3 separate regions of the Anser cygnoides genome follow, and regions 2 and 3 are each linked to region 1. The links are chromatin contacts, called in public Hi-C maps. All regions are on one chromosome and are shown on one strand. Each heading gives the region's core, a stretch centred on a gene start, on an enhancer-like site or on the middle of the called end of the contact. The rest is flanking DNA. Distances are from core to core; before and after follow the strand shown.

Region 1 (4,313 bases), core at 1,647-4,146:
GATCCAAAGAGAAGCTTTTTTCTTTTTTTTGCCCCCTAAGCCCCAACCAGCCAACTCCTGCAGTAATTAAGTGTTTAGGGAGCAGTTGAAATAATATTTAGAACTCCCCATATGCAAGAATAAAGTTTTCTGCACCATCATTATTTCCACCTCACAGCGCAGGTGTGGTATCCATCTGGGTTTTCCTTGGTTAAGTTGCCCTCTCCTCTCTGCCCTACCCCAAACTGGAGTTCGCTTTGCGTGTCTGTAACTGGTGAGCTGCAGGGTGATTTGCAAGTGCAAATATTAGGTAGACGCAAGACAGCTGAACTGATACTGCTCTATGAGTCTTACCTTTCGTATTTCTTGATCTTAGCATTATTTGTTCAGAGTGTACTCAGATTTTAGTGTAGCTATTTCATGATAATTTTTGCATAGTAGAGTAGTACTTGCAATAACTTAGCAGTGCAAAATATATTTTGGAGCCATTTTTGTTCTGTGTAAAGGTTTACTACGCATACCTTAACTTATGCGTATAGCTGAGGCCAACGTAACTTTCTTAGGGTTACTGCTGCTGCAAAGTCTTGCCCTGAAACATTTGATCAGTATTAATAAAAATAATCCCATTAGTGGGCTTTCTTCAGGAACACTCCAACATTACAGGAAAACAGGCCTTACCTGGATGATCGTTTTTCCCTTTGAGAAGTGTGTGGTGTCCCCGGAGCCCGTCTCTTTCTCTCCTTTATCATGACAATTGCTCCTCAAGCAGCTTCCTGGTTAACCATTTTGAAATGGTAGTTGTGTTTCAATTCAGGATGCTAAGGTAAATTGGCGAGTTTGTGTTTTTTTTTTTTTTTTTTTTAATTCTTTTCAATTGCTCTTTGGAATTGATCAGAAATGTTTCTCACAGCTTGCTTTTTTTCCTGCTGAAGAAAAGGCTGCAATTTTGTAGAGATGAACTAGTGATCTTCATGAAATTTAATCAGGTCTTATGATTTATTTATTTATTTCATCATAATACAACACAGCGACTAAATAAAGTGACTCAAAGTGAGTCTTTATCTTGTTTTGAATGTTCCTGGTGTGTCCGGTGTTGTGGGCTGTGTTGCCATACGTCTGGGTACTTGACCTCTCCTTTTCACTTCTAACTGGAAGATGCAGTGAAACTTGGCTTGGCAAATTTTGTCTGCGTGTGTTTAGCTTGGTGTGTGTTTTCATCTGAGCTCAGGACAGAGTAGGTTTTGGATATGGTAAGTTTATATGTAACATACTTTCAATTTTTCGTTATTTTAATGCTCTCGTTAAAAGTATGCAAGAAAGGGAAGATGTCTTTGCCAAAGCACTGTCTGTTAGGGTCTGGTGTTACAGTCTGAGAACAGGTCTGCATTGGTTTTTGAGGAGCAAATTTCATAGGTAGAAAAAGGAGAGAATGAATGTGAAAGTTAAATAGATTGAAGGATATGTTCAATTTAAAATAGGTAGGAAATTGTATTGCAGAGTTATGTGAAAGATATAAAATTGTACTTGAAACCATTTTATCTTTTTAATTGGTAAGGTTTTAGGTGTTACTCTTTTACATGACAAGTTATATAATGTGCTTAGTGGTGAAGTGTCTGAGGGTGTATTTGAATTTTAAGTCGCTTTATTGGTTGGAGGAAAATATGGGATCTAAATTCTACAATTCATATATCAGAATCTAATTTCTGGAGGGGCTAGGGGTAGTAACGTATTGATGTTGAAGCTCTTCAGACTCAGGGGAGGGTAGAAGCCCAGCTGTGTGCTGGGGTTTGCTTACAGGACCCTAGGAGTTTGTGTTTGAGGTTTTCATACCCAAGCGTGTAACTGTGTATTAAAGCAAAGGAAGGTGGTGTCGGTACAGAAGCAGCGATCAGATCCTTTCCGCGGTGGATAGCGAGGGCTTGCTCAGCTCCTGTTATCCTATGAAAAACGGAGAGTTGTTGACTGCATGCATATAAAAGGGATTATGCAATATATGTATAAAGTAACAGAATAAATCCAACCATTATAAATGGAGAAGTGTCAGAAAGATGGGGGACGGAATAGTTTAAATAGCTGCGTGCCGTTTCCTGCTGACAGTATACTTCATTCTGTTTGAAATAGCAATTGTCGTTTTATATCGTGCGTAAATTAAAAGCAGGAATAAATCTTCGGCAAGAAGCTGCACTTGTGCACTGGTGACGGCAGGTGGCATTGTACCATTAATGGATGTTGCTGTGGCTCTTGCTGCCTCTAATTTGCCTCACTTTACAGAAGGGCTGGAGGCTGAAGACGAGGTTTATTTGCAAGGATTTGCATACAAGGGTTGTACTTACAAGCTCGGAGTTGTAGAGTGTTGTAGTGCCGTTGAATCTTGGTAAAACGGGCTAAGTCTTTTTACTCCCGCATATTTCTACTTAAAAAACAAGTTGATGCTGAAGCAACTACTGGAACAACAAAGCTGCAGATGCTTGAAAGTAGAGCCCGTGCTATACTTTGATTAATGGCCAAACTAAATCTTTGCTGTTCACCTATGATAAGTCAAATGTTGTTTCTCTAAACCACCAGGGAAATGGCGGATTATAAATCATCCCCTATAAACTCAACACCACTTGAAGTAAAACTGTGGGGGTTTTGGCCAAGAGTAACCTATTTGCTTTTAAAGAAGAAATTAAGCACTTGTCACTGAGATTTTTTGCCGTGTTAATACGGTTAAGGTGACTAATGTGAGGCTCACATGTTTTGTTGTGCTTTCTTTGGTTTTCACTTTTCTCTACAGTAATTTTGTTTTCTGGGTGTTTTAAAGTGTGCTAAGCAGCTGATGTCTGAATACAAAGTTATTAGCAGATCAGACGAGAATGATTCACTTCTGTTTAAATAGCCCTTTGCTCTCGGTGCCCCCTGAGAACTCTTATCACATATTTGTCCAAAAAACCCCACAAAAACTAACAAAAAAAACCCCTCACGTTATCCACCTGCCCGGTGGCTGATAGTATCAGCAGTGTATCTCTTTATCTCTTGGTTAATGTGCCTTGGTATTCTGAAGGGGGGAAAATTCCAGTAACAGATTCAATTTACACGGACAGAAACTTGAGCAAATGCCAGCCTAGCAGGGGGGCCATTATTCTGCACTATAAATAAGTTTAAAAAAGAAACAAACGCACACACAAACCTGTGAATCAACATGTTTTGGTCTAATTGAGGGAAAAGCAAGATAGATGAATTTTGAAATGCAAATGATCACCTTCTGTTATTTAAGTATCGGTTTTGCAATCTTTGTGATCCTAAATACAAAATGTTGTTACCTTTTAAGCAGAGTAACAATTATTTTCCATTCTTGATAGTGTGAGTTTTAAAATAAAATGGGTAACTTTTCTTTTTAGAAAGCCCCTCCATAGTGTGCTTAATACTTATGAGAACGACAAGATTGTCTAAAGCCACAGGCTAGTCGGGTCTGTTTCCAGCTAAAACAGATTAAGTCGAGGATTTACATGTAAAGAGAAATCTTTTAGGTACTTTTTCCAGCTAACCTGTAAAGCAGGATGTCGTAGAAGTGGCTTGCTGGTCTAAGGTAACATGTAAATACGGTGTGTGAATGAAGTGTTTTTATTTACACTCTCTAAGCTCTCTTTCCAGCACCGGGCCTAAGTTCTGTCGTATCCCTGTGGAGTTATCAGAGGATGAGATTTCAGAACTGTGCTCTCGTCGGAGTCTTTTTTTCTTTCTTGTCCACACCGTGAGTTTTCTCCACGCTGCATTTACTAAAAACTGGAGACTTGCTTGTTGAGATTGGGAAGCTTAGCTTTGTAGGAAATAAAAGTAGGAAACTGGCCATCAGTAATGCATCGTATTACTCTCATGCTTTCAGAAGCTGTGCGCTATAATCAAGCCTTACTGACAAAAACTAGCCTTCACAGAAGCCTGCATATAAATATATATTTGGTTTTATCTAACCTGATACTAATTGTACACAATGCAAAATGTAACTAAAAAGAAGGCTTTCTAGGTAAACGATTTTGCCCCAAAACAGACCAAAATGTTTCAGTGTGCAGCCTGATTTTCATGCTCCCAAATGAAGATGTAACTTGTACTTGTAGACAATTGAAAATACAGATGTGAAGCGCAGCTGATAACCTAAAGCATATGGCATTAAAATAAAAATTGCTGGATGCTATTATTAGCCTGTGTGCTATAATTTTTATTTTCTGCACAAGACAAAAATGGTCTGCCTCTATTTATCAAATAGATATTTGATGCTGGAAAACCTGCATATTATGTGCGTGTGTTTTTCAGTAGAAATTTACAGGCACTCATTAAATTCTGCTATTTTGTATTAT
Region 2 (4,220 bases), core at 483-2,982, 340 kb after region 1:
ACCTCAGCTCACTGCTGGGACCCCACATGCAGTTGGTTGGGGGGCTGTGGGGCAGCAAGGGGCCACCAGTTGTGCACCCACCCGCAGCACCAGGAGCCTGCCCCATCACCAGGTCTATGATTCCGGTGGGTGGGAGACTAATTTTACTGCTGGGCTTCGAAACATCAGCTTGAGTTCCTTAAAAGGCTGCCTGTCCTCTGGGATGGAAAGAGACATAGGGTCTGTGGGCATCCAGGTGGAAGGGGGCGTGCAAGAGACCCAGTCTGCTTGACCGTGGGGACGCCGCTGCACCCGCAGTGCCTCAGTTTCTCTTTCCTCCGCCTCGAGCAAACCAGTGGTGGTTGAAGCGAAGTTGAGCCCCAGTGGTGACGAGCCCACTGGCAGAGGCAGTTAGTTATTATATATCTGAGTTTGCACCATTCAGCTTCACCTCTGCACAAATCCCAGTGTCCTTTAAAAAAAAAAAAAAAAAAGGAAAGAATTCAGGAGAGTCACTCACCCGCCAGATTTAGCCTATCTCCCCCCGCGTCCAGGCACACTTCTGCACCCTTGTTCCGCAGCCCCTGCAGCACTTAGGGCTACAAGGGGAGCCTGAATTTGGCACCTGGCAAGGCGCGATGGACGCGCGGGGACCCAGGCAGGGGCTCAGCACCCCTTTTTCCTAAAGGTGGCCCCTAAAATCACCCCCCCGCAGCCTGTCCCGGGGAATTGCGGCCCCATGCGTGACCCCGGTCCCGCTGGGGCAGAGGGAGCCTGGTCCCGGCTGGGGGGCAGCTTTGGGGTCCCAAATTCCTGCAGCCGTCGGGTGCCCGTGCCCGGGGCAGGCACAGGGGGTGCCGGCACCCTGCGCGCACCCACGCGTGAGGCCGGCCGGGGGGCTCCGCTCCGGAGCCCCAGATGGGGAAAAGCGGTCGGGGGGCTGCCGGGGGGGGGGGAAGCCAACAGGAGCCGCGGGTGCGGTGCCTGCCCTCGCTCCCCGGGCCAAATTTCGGCTCCGCAGCGGCAGCAGCCGGGCGCTCCCTGCTCGCACACCGCGGCGCTGCGCCGCCGGCCCGGCCGGGAGCATCCTTCCTTTTTGCCGCTGAGAGCCGATAAGAAGAAGAATTTAATTTTCCCCCTATCGATTTTAAAGCGGGAGCCGGCTGGCAGCCGCCTCGGGGTGGCCGCCACTTGCCCCAAACTTTCGGAGCGCCCCGCTCCCCATCGCGCTGCCCCACGCGCGGCACAAGCGCGGCGGGGCGCGGGGACGCTTGGAAACACGCGTGGACCCCCCCGCGCACACGCAGCACCCCCGGACACCCCCGGGCATCCCCCACGGAGCCCCCCCTCGCCCCCCCCCCCTCGCCCCCTCGCCCCCGGGGCCGACTTCGGGCGAAGTTTTCGGCCCCACGCAGGTGCGCGCCCCACGCCGCCGGCCGGCGGGGGGGGACCGGGGCGGTGTCGGGGCCCCCCCGGAGCCCTCCCCCGGCTCCTGCCAAATTCTCGCCGGCCCCCCCCCGGCCCAAGGAGCCTGCCGATTGGGCGCCGGGCCGGGCCCACGTCACTCGGAGCGTGACGTCGGGTCTTCCTGTTTCCTTCAGCTGTGTCTTAAAGTAAATCTTGGGGCGGTGCGGAGCGCCCGGCTCGGCGCGGCGCGGCTCGGCTTGGCCAGGCTCGGCTCGGCTCGGCCAGCCCCAGCCCTGCCCCAAGCCCCAGCCCAGCCCCAGCCCTGCCCAGCCCTGCCCCGCCACGCTCCCGCACACTCGCCGCGCACACGGCGCCGCACGCTCGCACGCTCCCGCACAGCCCCGCGCAGCCCCGCACGGCCCCGCACACTCCCCCGCGCAGCCCCGCGCAGCCCCCGCAGCCCCCAGCAGCGGCGCTGCTCCGAGCGCGCGTGTGAGCGAGCGGGGCGCGGGCGCGCCGTGCATGTGCGCGTCGCCCTTTCTCCCTCTTTGCACCGGCAAAAAAAAAAAAAAAGAGAGGCTCAGTTTCGTCGCCTCTGCACCGAGTAAGTATCCTCTCCCTCTCTCCTCAGCCCCTGCTTTCCCTCTTCTTTTTTTCCTTCTTCTGTTTTTTCCTTCTATTTTCCCCCTCTATTCTTTTCCTTCTTCTATTTCTTTTTTCTTCTCTTACCTTATTCTATTTCTTCTCCCCTCTTCTATTCTTTTCCTCTCTTCTGTTCTTTTCCCCTCTTCTGTTCTTTTCCCCTCTTCTATTCTTTCTCCTTCTTCTATTTCTTTTCCATCTATTTTTCCTTCTATTTTTCCCTTCTCCTATATCTTTTTCCTTCTATTTTTTTCCCTTCTATTTTTCTCCTTTTTCTTTCTCTTTTTCCTTCTTCTTCTTTCTCCTTCTTCTTCTTTCTCCTTCTTCTTTCTCCTTCTTTTTTTTTTGTTTTTTGTTTTTTTGTTTTAATTCCCACTTGGGGCTGCTTTAGATGACCCAGGGAATGGGAAGGGTGTGGGGGGTGTGGACAAGCCCCCCTGTCAAACCCCGCTCCCCATTCCCCGACTTCCCACCGGGCGGCCGCAGGTCCCCGCCGCGGGACCCCCCCCTCGCCCCCGGGGGGCTCCTTTTTGTCTCGTCCCGCGGCTCGGGGGCGCTTCGGCGGGGCCGGGAGATGCGACGGCTCTCGGGCTCCTTCTTCGTGGTCCCGGCTTCCTCCTACCCCCCGCCGAAGTTCCCCATCCCCTGCCTCCAACTCCTGCTCGGGTGCTCCGAGGCTCCCCTTTGTCTTGTTTATTATCGCCGCCGCTCTTTTTGTCCCTTCCCATTTGCCTGCCGTTTGCATGTCGTTACTTCTCCTTTTTAACCCCGGCCGGGAAGGGCAGGGACTTTTTTTTTTTTTTTATTATTATTCTTAGTCCGCTCCTCGTTGCGATCACTTTGTCATTTCCAAGGGTGGGACGAGCTGCGAATTGGGCAAATGCGGAGAAAATGGGATTGGAGCGGTAGGTAGCGAGCACACGGGGAGATGGGATGCGAGGCGCGGGATAGGAGCCCAGTGTGGCCGAGCGCTCGGGTTGCTGCTACTTTCTGGTTGTTTGCTTGTTTGGGGTTGTTTATTCCATTGGGGGCGGTGGGTTATTTTATTTCCCTTAGGTTTTGCCGGAGAACCTCCTGAGCGTTTTTACGGTTCCCGAGCGCCCCGAAGCACTTTGCCATGCGTTCAAACGGAGTTACAGCGCGGGAGGGGGGGGCGGGGGGGGCAGGCTTTGGGGTCAGCACCCCGCGTCGGGGAGAACCCCAAAACCGAGGCGGACTGCGGGGCCCCTACGGGAAGGGGTCCCCGGCAAGGCTGGAGGATGCTAAACCTCCTGCCGAACGGGCGGGGGTCTCCGCTGCTCCGGGAAAAAAATGCGGGGGGGGGGGAGGGGGGGGGGCCAGGGGCAGCACCTGGCGGGGCCGAGCCGCGCAATGCCCGCGGCGCTGCGCCCCCCGCCGCCCAGCGCTGCCCGCCCCCGAGCCCCCTCCCCGCTCCTCTCCCCTCGGTTGGGCTGCGAGCAGCCGTCAATCAGGGAAAGTTTGAAGCCTCCGCGGCCCCTTCTTGCTCGTTTTGGGTGCTTTTTGGCCTTTCTCCGAGGTATCCCGGGCCGGGAGGTGCTCGGTGGTGCTCGGGGGGTGGATAGAGGATCGACGCCGCAGGAGCGGAGCCGAGGTAAAAACTCCAAGGTAGAGACTTTTTGCTACCAGCTCCCCATGAAATTATTCCGAGAGCTGTATCCCGCTGGCCGAATGGCACCGGCAGTGCCTCCAGCTGACTTTCTTGCCAGCTGAGCTCGCAGGCCTCCCGGTTCATGCGACTTCTCTCTCTTTTTTTTCTTTTTTTTTTTTTTTTTTTTTTTTATGATCGGCTGATAAATTAAGGCAGTCGTAAGATTGGACAGGTTTGGAAATTGGAGTTTAATTTGATTCGGGGCAGAATTGTAAATACTGACGGTTGTAGTTCCCTGAATAATGATTTATTCTGTCTGAAAGTGCAGACTAACTGCTAGGTTAACTAATTCAAGGACTCTGATTTAACGGCATCGTGGAGCATGGGAAAAAACCTTTGGAGAACTTGGGCTGAGTTTGCAGTAGGAATCTGTCTTGCAACCGTTTCAGTATTGTCTCTGCACAGAGTCCACGTGAGTTATTTTCTTCATGATGAGTGAAATAACAAGGACCAAGCCGGCATGGTAGGAGGGAAACATTTTCAATTTTGCACCATGAACGGCTCGATTTCTTTTTCTCGTTGA
Region 3 (4,014 bases), core at 891-3,390, 390 kb after region 1:
CAAACGGAGCGCTTTTATGCCACTGAGACCGTTGGGAGGAACTGGGGTCCTTTACATGACGAATTACCGGGAGGCTGAATGTGGAACATGGCATTTTGTGATTTGAGAGCCTGAAAGAGTTAATTGCTCTCGTTTTCTTGGTCTGTACCCTTATTTATGCCCAGTCTAGGTTGTGCCAACACAATTTCTATGGAGATGATCCCTTCTGATCCAGTCTTCCCTCTTTGTTAGGAGGGGAAGGGAACTGGCTGGTGAGTTGCAGCATGCGACTGCTTTTAGGAAACAACGGCGAGCACATCTCTCGCTCTGCGACGGGTTACAGTGTTTCCCCAAACAGACTAATCTGATTCAGTTTTAAAATATGGCGCTGGGTTTATTTTAAGAACACAATACGGAAAATAAATTAAATCTTCGCTAGAGCTTATTGTTCAGCGGGGATGGAGGGCTCCCATGGTGGTGGCAGCACTGCTTGATAAAGGGGGGGTGTGTGGGGGGGGGCTGCTTCCCTGCCTGGTCCAAGTCTCTGACCCTCTGGGCACGTTGCAAGGCCTGCGTTTCAATAAAAGTGGGGGGAAAGGGGGGCTGAGAAGCTGCCTGTTAAAGCCTGATTGATCGGTGGGGTGCAGAAAACCCATCATTTGTCACACTGCAAATTTCTGTGTACAGCCTACTAGTATCCCTAACACACGTGTGCCTCAAAGAGGTGAGAGAGGTATATTATATTTACTTTTTTGTTGTGATTTTTTTTTAGCCATCCAAATGAATTCTTGCTGGCTTAGGCTAGCCTGTCTCTTTCCAGAGCTGCAAAGCAGAGTGAGGCACCAGCTCCGGTGCAGAAAAAAAGATCCCCCACCTCGCGCTGCCCAGAGCCTGGGAGAATGCGATTGCATTTTCATGAATAAATCCTAGGCAAGTGAATAGTGGTACTTTCCCATTTATTTGGGAGTCACTGTGAAAAAACAAACAAACAAACAAGCGCTTTGCTTCCCAACAAAACACATGAAAATGAACTGCTGTTCACACTCAGAGGCAGTTAATTGCTTGCAGAGTTTAATTTTATTCTTTAAAATTAGACTTAAGGTTGAGTCCCTCACTAGGGGGGAAAAAAAAAAAAAAAGAACAGAAAAGAAAAAAAAGAAAAAAAAAAGATGAGAGGGAAAGATGACACAGATAGCTAAAGAAATACTACCAGCTCCAATGTAAATATGTTTGCAGTTTGCAAGAGACCTGCCAGTCAAGCAGCTGTGGGAGGTAACAGGGGAGAACGCATGAGAGGAAAAAGTCTTGTGGCAACAGTGGCCAGTTTCATTATGGCCACTGCCAGACTGTGAAACAACTCTTGGGGCTTGAAATCCTATTGCCTATTAAAACTGGGCATGACAGCTCTTTTTTATGCTTCACCAACCAGAGATGGAACTGTGTCCTAGGGGAAATAAGGAAAAATATTTATTACAAGTGTTTAACACCTTTTAGTACAAAACAACCCTAATATGCAGCACTCAAGGATAATTCATGCCAGCGCATGTAAAACCAAGGGGAATCGCTTATCAGCTCAATAATTTGGTCAGAGCTTTTAAAGGAAGAGATGAAGCTCCGGTCAAAACCCTGAGCCCAGATTTCTCTGAAGTGGAGGCACTTTAGAATAATACTTTCAGAATTTTACCATTTCTGGGAGATGGACACAAAGCTGGGAAATCACAGCCCCTGTCCAGGGCTGTGGAGTGGCTGTTCAGACCAGGGACGTACCTGTCCTTGTGCGTGCCAGAGGCCCGTGGGGCGCTCAGGGGAAGCCCCCGGCGTGCTGCAGGAGGCTCACGCAGCCCGCGAGGCTGAGGCTCAAACCTCCGTCAAGGCTGACTGGGAAAATGCACACCCCGAGCTCGCCTCAGATCGCAAACAGCCAGGGAGCCTAAGGATGCTCGGATCAAGGGGTGTATTCCGACCTATCCCTACTAAAACGCGTGCAGCTAGAGTTGGCAAAACCTGACATAAATTTCCCAGCTTTCTTACACGAATCTGGGCGTTATGGCAGCACCTCCTCCCCAGGACCCCCGCTGCGGGGCTAGGAATAGCGCTGGGCCCTCCGGCCACCCGCCTGGCTGCGGGGCCGCTGCCAGCCCTCCGCGTTACTCATTAACATCCGCTGTTACTCGTTAACAGAGCGAGGGCTTCGCGGGCAGCCCTCGCAAAGCCCCTGCTTTAAATTGCGCAAGCTACGTGCTGCTGCCGTGCCGGCCTGTTTCCGAGTAGGGACGGTGCTTTCCGGCACCCCTTCCCATCCCGATGTTTTAAAGCACTGGTTTACCCGCTCGTTTGCTTTTGGAGAACCTGGGGGAGGAGGGACAACGGGCAAATTGGTGAATCCTCTCCCCGAGGATTTTTGTGAGCCCGTTGGCCAGGCCCGACGCTCACAGGAGGGCAGGGCCTCCTGCTTGGACGGCGTGTGTGCCCTTGCAGAAATTTCCAGAGCGTTGGGCAGCCCCTCGCCTGCCGCAGCTGCCACTCCCGGGGGCGACTGGCCTTGCCCAGGCCCCCGCTGTGGCCCCCGTGGCAGCCAGGAAAATGTCCCCGGCGGCGGGGAGCTGCCCGTGCCCAGCCCTGCGTGCCCCACGGGAAGGCCGGGGTTGCCCCAGGGCTTCTATCCCAAACCCAGGAGAGCAAACTGCCGGTGTTTGCAGATGTCAGAGCCGTTCTGGGGGTTTTTGAGGAGGGAAGTGGAAGGGGGATGACCGCAGTCTCAACAAGGTCAATGCGGCGGCAGCCGCAGCGAGTCAGCACGTATGTCCACCCCAGCAAAAGACCTAAACAACTGCCCTGCGATTCTGGATATTGGGCCACGTCACTGGCAGAATTCAGGATTTATCCAAAATGCGGTGCTCTTCTTTGTTTATTTTAACAGATGATATCAGGAATATATCATAATTATTATTGTTATTATTAACCCTGGGGAACTTTGTTCTTCCGTAAACATAAACGAAGTGTATTTATCCTTAACCCGATTTCAAATGACCTGAAAAGAGAATCAAAAAGTGCAAGGCAGCGATACAACAGGGCAGAAAAGGGGGTGGGGCGGGGGGGCAGCGAGGGTGTTGACTGCAAAAGAAAGAAAATTATCCCAATTCTAAGCACTGCTGGAAAAACGTGAAAGTTATTGCCGCACAAAGAACCTCTTGAACTGCTCTGCCTTCCAAAATTTCTACTGCACTCTCTGCAGTTACTTGTGTATGGCAGAAGCAGCATCTTTGTATTATATGAACAGTCTGCTTCATAATCAAATACCATCTGTCGCTACATCTGAACTTGTTTTCAACATCTGTGCGTTCTGGTCTTAACAAAGCTTTAAAAACTAATTCAAAAACTTTCACAGATCACTGACTAAATATGTACATTTACCATCTTTCATATTGGTTTAAAATATTTCTTCTATAGCTGCATCCCCTTGGCTGGGAATAGTTAAGATGTATACACTGAGTTGCTTTATTAAGCTTATTTTCTAATGGCCTTGGGTAGCCAAGTGCAAAAGAGGGACACTTGCTCAGGCACCGAGAGGACCCATCATATTCTTTCTTGGTGCCAATACAGTCCCTTTCTGCCAATGAGAAACCTGAAAGTTGATCAGCTACCATACCCCAATTACTCAAAATGACACTACAGATAAAACTGCAACCAAGGGGAGAATCAACTGTATGGCTTATATGCTGCTAAAGTGTGTCTGAACAAATGGTGAAGTAAAATCATGAGAGCCCTCAGGAGGATAAGTACGTTGTTACTTTGCACATGCTTCAGAAATGTGAAGTACATCTTTACAGAACTTTTGGCCAACCCCCTGGCAGATGTTGACCAGTTTTGCTTATGTATACATCAGTTGCAGAACACTAAAACAGAGATTGGAAATTTTAATTTAGTCAAGGCAGTTGGGCTAAAATGATGGCTTTTGTTGAAACCATTAAATAGAGCTGCCTAATGAAGTACAGTACAGCACTGGCAAACCGAGCCCTGATGAGATGCAGCAGC

What was found. Hi-C and Micro-C count contacts between places; a contact is called where the count stands out from the background.
Region 2: a contact with region 1 is called in a Hi-C map of liver, with 2.8 times the contacts expected there. The contact joins the promoter of PROX1 here to the enhancer-like site in region 1. A contact is called at or near these places in 2 of 7 Hi-C or Micro-C datasets (granulosa cells and liver).
Region 3: a Hi-C map of liver shows a contact between it and region 1, with 2.2 times the contacts expected there. The contact joins two enhancer-like sites. A contact is called at or near these places in 4 of 7 Hi-C or Micro-C datasets (granulosa cells and liver).

Annotation. Positions count from the first base shown.
Region 1 is chr3:19,947,890-19,952,202 of Taihu_goose_T2T_genome, forward strand. The region is part of intron 11 of RPS6KC1 (ribosomal protein S6 kinase C1); the gene reads left to right. Among named protein-coding and RNA genes, the nearest start is that of RPS6KC1, 76 kb to the left of the region's middle. Within about 2 kb of position 2,897, at least 2 of the 3 cell types and tissues checked have open chromatin away from gene starts, as enhancers often do. A contact at or near this core is called in liver, where this site is marked.
Region 2 is chr3:20,286,411-20,290,630 of Taihu_goose_T2T_genome, forward strand. PROX1 (prospero homeobox 1) reads left to right here and starts at 1,733. Exons shown (of 5, transcript XM_048057697.2): 1 at 1,733-1,990. It overlaps LOC136790348 (a long non-coding RNA gene), which reads right to left and starts at 1,497. Exons shown (of 3, transcript XR_010830114.1): 1 at 1,367-1,497; 2 at 82-451.
Region 3 is chr3:20,338,676-20,342,689 of Taihu_goose_T2T_genome, forward strand. No RefSeq gene overlaps it. Among named protein-coding and RNA genes, the nearest start is that of PROX1, 53 kb to the left of the region's middle. Within about 2 kb of position 2,141, at least 3 of the 3 cell types and tissues checked have open chromatin away from gene starts, as enhancers often do. A contact at or near this core is called in liver, where this site is marked.